Regions from separate parts of the Mus musculus genome. Here region 2 is linked to region 1. A link is a contact called in public HiChIP or PLAC-seq data. All regions are on one chromosome and are shown on one strand. The core of a region is the stretch at or near the end of the contact, and the rest is flanking DNA. Distances in the headings are between cores, read along the strand shown.

Evidence for each region. HiChIP or PLAC-seq counts read pairs in DNA pulled down with a chosen protein or histone mark.
Region 2: an H3K27ac HiChIP or PLAC-seq map of stem cell-derived neural progenitor cells shows a contact between it and region 1, with 2.0 times the contacts expected there. The contact joins the promoter of Gucy1b2 here to the enhancer-like site in region 1. A contact is called at or near these places in 6 of 39 promoter capture datasets (cranial neural crest, embryonic stem cells, macrophages and 3 more), 5 of 484 Hi-C or Micro-C datasets (cerebral cortex, embryonic stem cells, liver and 1 more), 4 of 115 datasets of contacts at active chromatin or transcription factors (embryonic stem cells, heart atrium, neural progenitor cells and 1 more) and 3 of 9 other capture datasets (adipose tissue, liver and pancreatic islet).

The regions. Positions count from the first base shown.
Region 1 is chr14:62,414,612-62,417,686 of GRCm38.p6, forward strand. It overlaps Gucy1b2 (guanylate cyclase 1, soluble, beta 2), which reads right to left. Exons shown (of 17, transcript NM_172810.3): 8 at 2,589-2,700; 9 at 1,290-1,393. Among named protein-coding and RNA genes, the nearest start is that of Gm35468, 24 kb to the right of the region's middle. Within about 2 kb of position 1,655, at least 57 of the 459 cell types and tissues checked have an H3K27ac peak or open chromatin away from gene starts, as enhancers often do. A contact at or near this core is called in cerebral cortex, heart atrium, neural progenitor cells and 1 more, where this site is marked.
Region 2 is chr14:62,454,678-62,457,752 of GRCm38.p6, forward strand. It overlaps Gucy1b2 (guanylate cyclase 1, soluble, beta 2), which reads right to left and starts at 1,612. Exons shown (of 17, transcript NM_172810.3): 1 at 1,399-1,612. The coding sequence starts at 1,521. Gm41172 (a long non-coding RNA gene) reads left to right here and starts at 1,790. Exons shown (of 3, transcript XR_874685.1): 1 at 1,790-1,880; 2 at 2,951-3,029.

The sequences.
Region 1 (3,075 bases), core at 405-2,904:
AGCTGCAGTCAGATCTGCAGCTAACGTTGGAAGAGGCATGAAATAGGTTGAGGTGATCAGAAGTATAGTCAACAAGGCCAGTAGATCTTCATTCTATGCTCTCTCTCTCTCCCAGGACAATGTTTCTCTGCTCCTCTAGAGAATGCCCAAAAGAAGTGTGGAATGGGGACATTGACATCACATGTCTAATACCAGCATAGTGCTTCAGGGCCTTTACAAACCATAAGAACTCAGGCAAGCTACAAAACAAACCTCGTGTATCATTCCGTTTCTGTTATTCTGTACCCAAAAGTTGAAAGGGGACCATTTAGAGCAGGTTGGATTGAGAACATTAATGGCACAAGTAATAGTAACCTTGTGGCTCTGAAGAATTGCTGGCATTCATTGACTTATAATTCTGCCTAGGGGTGTGTATTTACCGCTGTAATACCATCACTTCTCTGAGGGAAGATACTGTCCTTAGGTAAGTGCATGTCGTCGTTAGTGTTCATGCTGTAGTCAGCTGGCAGTGGCATGCAGATGAGTTCCAATAAACACTAGAGATATTCATAGTGGCTGACCTGGCACTTTTGACTAAATTCATTTTTGCCTACATGCCCTTTAGGTAAAAAAATTTTTAAAGTCAGCTCAGTTCCTGTGTCTACATCATCTATATCTACATATGGTTTGCTTTGTCACTCGCTACGTAGCCCATGCTGATTGTGAACTTAACTCTTGCCTCAGCCTCCTGAGTGCTAGGATTACGGATGTGAGCTGTCACATGCAAGCTCAAGAAAAAGAAAGATATTTTTATCCTGGGAAACTGATAGCAATCAAATTTAAATGCTCATTCTCACAGCCACCTCCACCCCACTCCCACCCTCCCCACCCCCCAGAACACAGCATAACGCTCTACTAAGACGCAGGAAATGAAGCAGGATGGGATTGCGGGTCTGCTGCAGTCACAGGGGGTGGCAGGTCACTTTTACGACCATGGGTATAGGCTGCAGTCTTGGTGTGTCTTTCTGGAGTGAATTTTAAAGTCTTCCTCCAGCTTTTCTTTCTGATCATAAGCTTTCCCATTTGTTCGCTGGTTCAACTCCCTTGCTATGTTTACCTTAAGAAGATCATGAATTCCAGACGAGCCTATAACATAAAGGAACGTCAGGAGACCCTCCAGGGCAGAGTCTAGTCTCTTGAGCCCTGTGAACTCAGGGATCTAAGACCTTACAGCTGTAATGGTGGTGAACTGGACTCTCCAACCCTGATTTACGCCCTATCCCAAGCTTCTGAGTGAAAGGGTCTCTTACTGCTTCGTCAAAGACAACGTGGAAAGGAAAAGCATTGCAGAACACCTCCTCTTCAATCCACAGTCTCTCAGGAAAGACAGGCTGGAAGGTGTCCCCAAGGGGCCCTGGACACAGAGAAAGAAAGCCCTAATGAGCGGCCCTCACAGAGCTGCTCAGACAGGGTTAGAATCTTAAGTGTGTCACAGGCTGAGTGTGATTCCCACTCTTTAGCACAGGCTCCCTCAGCTTCTCCAGATGGCCACTGCAATTATTGTCCAAATTAAAACAAACAGAAAATTTGCGACCAGGTTGAGAAGCCCTCCTGCCCCCTGCCAAGTTTCTGCCTGCTGCTGAAGAGTTAGTTTCTGGGCCAATTGAGTCTGTCTCACCATGAAAACAGAGCTGGCATTGAGACGGTGACAAGCGGACAATGAGCCAGAAGAGGAGCGAGTGTGTGTCGGGCCCAGCATCAGGGACATTTGCCATGGAGCTTTATAGACTGACAGTTTAGGGTGGCACGTGAAAATTTAACCAACAGTCCCATTTGGCAGGGGTTGCAGATTCTCAATGGAACCTTTTTGATATGAAAATCTCCTAGACAAAGGATGTCAGTTGTGTTTGCTACAGCTTGAAGGACTCAGAATGCAGCTCTTTGAGCCCTGCAGACCTTCACCCAGATGCCTGTCATTTGACCTACCAGGCCATGACAAGGAGCATCTAGCTCCCTTCCTCCACTGGGGTCAGAGCTCTGATTCAGACTTGAGTTAGGTGCTGGCTGGCAGGTCAGCTCAGTGCCCAAAGACCTGCTGTGATGACCTTACCACCTTTACTTTGTAAATGGAAAGCTGGAAGGGATTGCATTGTCTCATGTCACAGAGACAGAAATGCACTTTCTTGGTTCTTGCCCTCTGTCCCTTGTACTGCTGGCTAGCTGTGGTTAGCCACTGATTTCCAGTCCAGAAACACATCCCAGTCAAGGTCTGGGTCCAGAAGCAATGCAGAATTCACTGTGGCTAGTATGTCTGTGCCCAGTCTCTTCACCACAGTCAGGATCTGGGACTGAGTCCAAGCTAGTGGCTTTCCTGATTACAGAGATGACAGTGTCTCCATGTCACCCAGCACAAACAAAAGAGCTGATTTGTGGCAAGTTGGAAGCTGATATTTAAAGTTAAGACCACAGATGCCAAAGCCAAGCTCTGCGGGAATCAGGGGCTTTGAAATTGCAGGAAGCTTTGCCCTATTTGTGTATGGGGCTCCTCCCCTGCAAAGCAGGCAGTTGTCCTGATCTAAGAGTTGAAGCCAGCAGAACAGCACACCTACCTTTTCCAAGCAGGACTGATGCCCTCACAACAGCTGAGTGAGATTTCTCCCCAGGGCAAACAGGGATGCTTAAATACCTCTCCTTCTTCCTAAGGAGTGTTCCCTGAAGAGACTGCAGAGGGAAGGAGATGAAGCACAGGTACCTGGTCACAGGACTGGAGATGAACAAGCCCTCCTGCTGCTGCTGCTGAGCCCATCTTTATATACGGAAGCATGATGGTGGCTGAACGGATAGTGTGTGTGCTTACAAGGTCACTTCTAATCAAGAACCTGGAGCTCTCAGGTGTACTCATCAACTCCGTCTTTCTACAAAAGGCAGCTAGATATTTTTTTTTCAAGATCTCCAGGGAATCCTTAGATGCTCATGCTTTCCTATGTGTTGCTCTGAGACTATGTCCCAGGGTTAACTAGGAAATGTGGAGAAAGCAGTTGGAAGGATGCTTTCCTCAGCCTTCCTTTACAGCAGCAAAAGATTTGTAGCAACTAA
Region 2 (3,075 bases), core at 362-2,861, 40 kb after region 1:
GACTCACAGTTAAGACAGCATCTCCCAAACTTGACTACGCAGGAGGCTGAGATGGTTCACTGAAATCAGTGCCCAGACATACCTCTGAAGGTACCTGGCCACGTGTCTCAGGAGCTCCAGCCTCCTCTCAGCCCTCTCCCACCCAGCTGCAGCTCGCCTGAGAAAAGCTTTCCTGGCATCTCTGTCCTTGACTTTTTCCAGTGTGTTTGTTCCTGTCTTCACTGGCTGGCTCCAGCTATGCTCTGGAGAGGCCAGACCCTCAGAGACACCAGGACTGAGGGAAGCTGCCTCTTCACTCCAGAAGAGTGATTTTGTGTACTTGCAAAAGCTAGAAGACTCTGTGCTGATTCTCTGTGGAGAGGACGTGTGGTCCTGAGAAAATGTCTCCAAGATAGATGATTTCCATAATTATGCTTCCCAAACCTTCCCACCACATTCAGCTGACAGCTCTTTCGGCCCTGCCAAGTGTACTTGCTCTGATCCCCCCCTCTTACAGCCCTCAGCCCCCTCCCCGCTTTTACAAACACACACAAACACTCATGCTCACACTTCACAATAAGCAAATGGTTAAAAAAAAAACCAACTCCCTCTTTCTTTTTCATGAAGCAGATGGTAGGTCTCAGGAACTTGGTGGAAATTAGGCTTTCTGATTTTCTAATAAATTTTAGCATCTCACATAAGAAGCACGAGCTCATTTTCATTCTGATGTTAAGTACCATATGGCCCATCATCCAAGGAACGTGGCAGCTTCATACCCAGAGTGATGTGGAAGGGAGGAGCGTCCCTATGAGGCCAGTGTGTATAAACCAATCGGATTCCAGGGTGAATGCCTTTTGATAATAATATTGTATATGGCAGAGGACTAATTATCCCTCTTTTATGGTATGTGTTAATTTTCTCTGCCAGTTTCCCTAATTACAACTGCCACCCAAAGGACTACTCTTTGTAAATACTCTGTAAACATTTGAAAAGACACAGACAGCGTGTGCATGAGGAAGGCTGTCCCTGGCTTTCGAAGCTGTCTGCAAGATTAGCTGGCATCTCGTAGGTTTTTCAGATGCATTAGCAGCTGGGGAGGACTTGTTACTGTATGGGAAGACACCCCTCCGTTCCCATGACATCACGGGCTTCCCTGTATATTCTGGGATCATTGTTTTGAGAGACCAGTTTTTTGGCTTTTTGGGGGGTTGAGAGGGTTTTATTATTTTGTTTTGTTGTTTTGTTTGTTTGTGACTTCCTTTGTTGCTCTGAAGTGAATAGTCTCACAAATTACGGCAAACATATATGCTAGCATAACTCATACCCAGATATAAATGGAGTGTCTGCATTGTCCAGCAAGTTCCCTTGGTGCCCCTATTCAGCCACCCCCAACCTCTCCCACTGCGCTCCTCACTGTACCTGTAGATGGGTTCGCTTGCTCCTAAACTCCGCTCGCAGAGGCTCATACAGCACACCGTCTGCTGTGTCTGACATTTTAACTTTTAGCGTATACTCAGCACACAACACTTCAGACATCACCATCCTTTCAATTAGACAGGTGTTTGTAAATACAACCTCATCACACACACACACACTTCTGATTACATGTAAGCTGACCCAGCAAGACAGACTTAGCATCCTGTGCGATGAGAAACAAGCTTTCATTGTTTAGAGGATACCACATGCTTAAATAAGCTTTAGCTATTGGTTAAGGAAGCAATGCTGGACAAGGCATCTCGCAGGGGCAAGGATCTGCGCGGGCGGAGAAGTCCCACCCTTCTCTGGTTTGACTGACTGTTTTCCCTTTGCATCTGTGTAGCATTGTACGCTATCTGATTGACTCCCCTGGCGTGGCTAACATCTCACTGACAGGTGGCTAAGTGGGGATAAGTGGGCTAAAGGTAAGGCTGGGGTAAAAGCCAGGCTTTCCAGCCAGTCACCATGGGACTGGCTATTGGCCTTGCCATTTGGAACACTGGGGAGGGAAACTGTTCTCCATAGTAGACTGAGCAACAGGGCAAGACCCTGTCTTTAAAAACAAAACAAAATGAAACAAGAGTGTCGGGAGAGCAGCGTTGTGATTGGTGCTTGTAATCTCTAGGACAGCTGAGGCAGGGGAATGGGGAGCTCAAGGCAGTAAGACCCGTTCTCAGAAACAAACAATAATTATTAATAATGATGATAATGATAAATACAGTCTGAAACAAAGGCTCCACATTTCTTCCAGACCTATCTCAATAGTTATTAATTCAGCATGCAAAAGTCAGAGGAGCCAATCCCAGAAGACAGTCCATCCCCCTAAACAGCCACAGCGGACAGCCGTGCTTTAGACCCATCACAACAGCTACGGAAATCATTTGCTTTTAACCACACGCTGCGCAGTACTGGGTCCCGCACATTCCTCCTGGTTTAGGATAAATCACACAAAACTGCTGGGTTTTCACCAGTGGGTGTGAGCAATGTCATTAGATTCTACGTAATTTCCTTTCCTCCTTACTGTGACCCTGTAAAGTTGGTCCTCTTACCATTAACTCCCTCGAAAGACAAAACAGTGGTGCAGAGAAACCAGAGGTTTTCTTGTAGCTGCCACACTGCAGCAGCTTAGTGAATCAAGTGATATCCCTTTTCTAGGAAAGTCAATAATACTTGACTCTTTCAAAAATAAATGAGATGGATGGATGGATGGATAGATGGTAGATAGATAGATAGATAGATAGATAGATAGATAGATAGATAAAAGCTCTCTCAATCAGGTACACTGGAAGATGGAGTTTTGATTTGCATGTGGACCGGGACTTGGGCACTTACTCCTTTCATTTCGCATCAGCGCCTTCGCTTGGGATCCAGAAAGCCAGAAAAAACATAGGCTTTTTCCACAGTGAGGACGTTCACCCACGAGCCCAGCTCGCCTCCAGGCGGCGTGAACCTGCTCTACCTCATCCTCTCTTCAACTTGCTTTTTAAAATTTCAGTCGGTGGCCGACCAGGAATTGTTGGACGCGAAGCGCCATCGTGTGGCCAAAGTTATGTATACCTACAGATCCTAGTAAGGTAAGGGCGATTGATGTTCATAAATCTAAAAGCATTGTGATGTGCA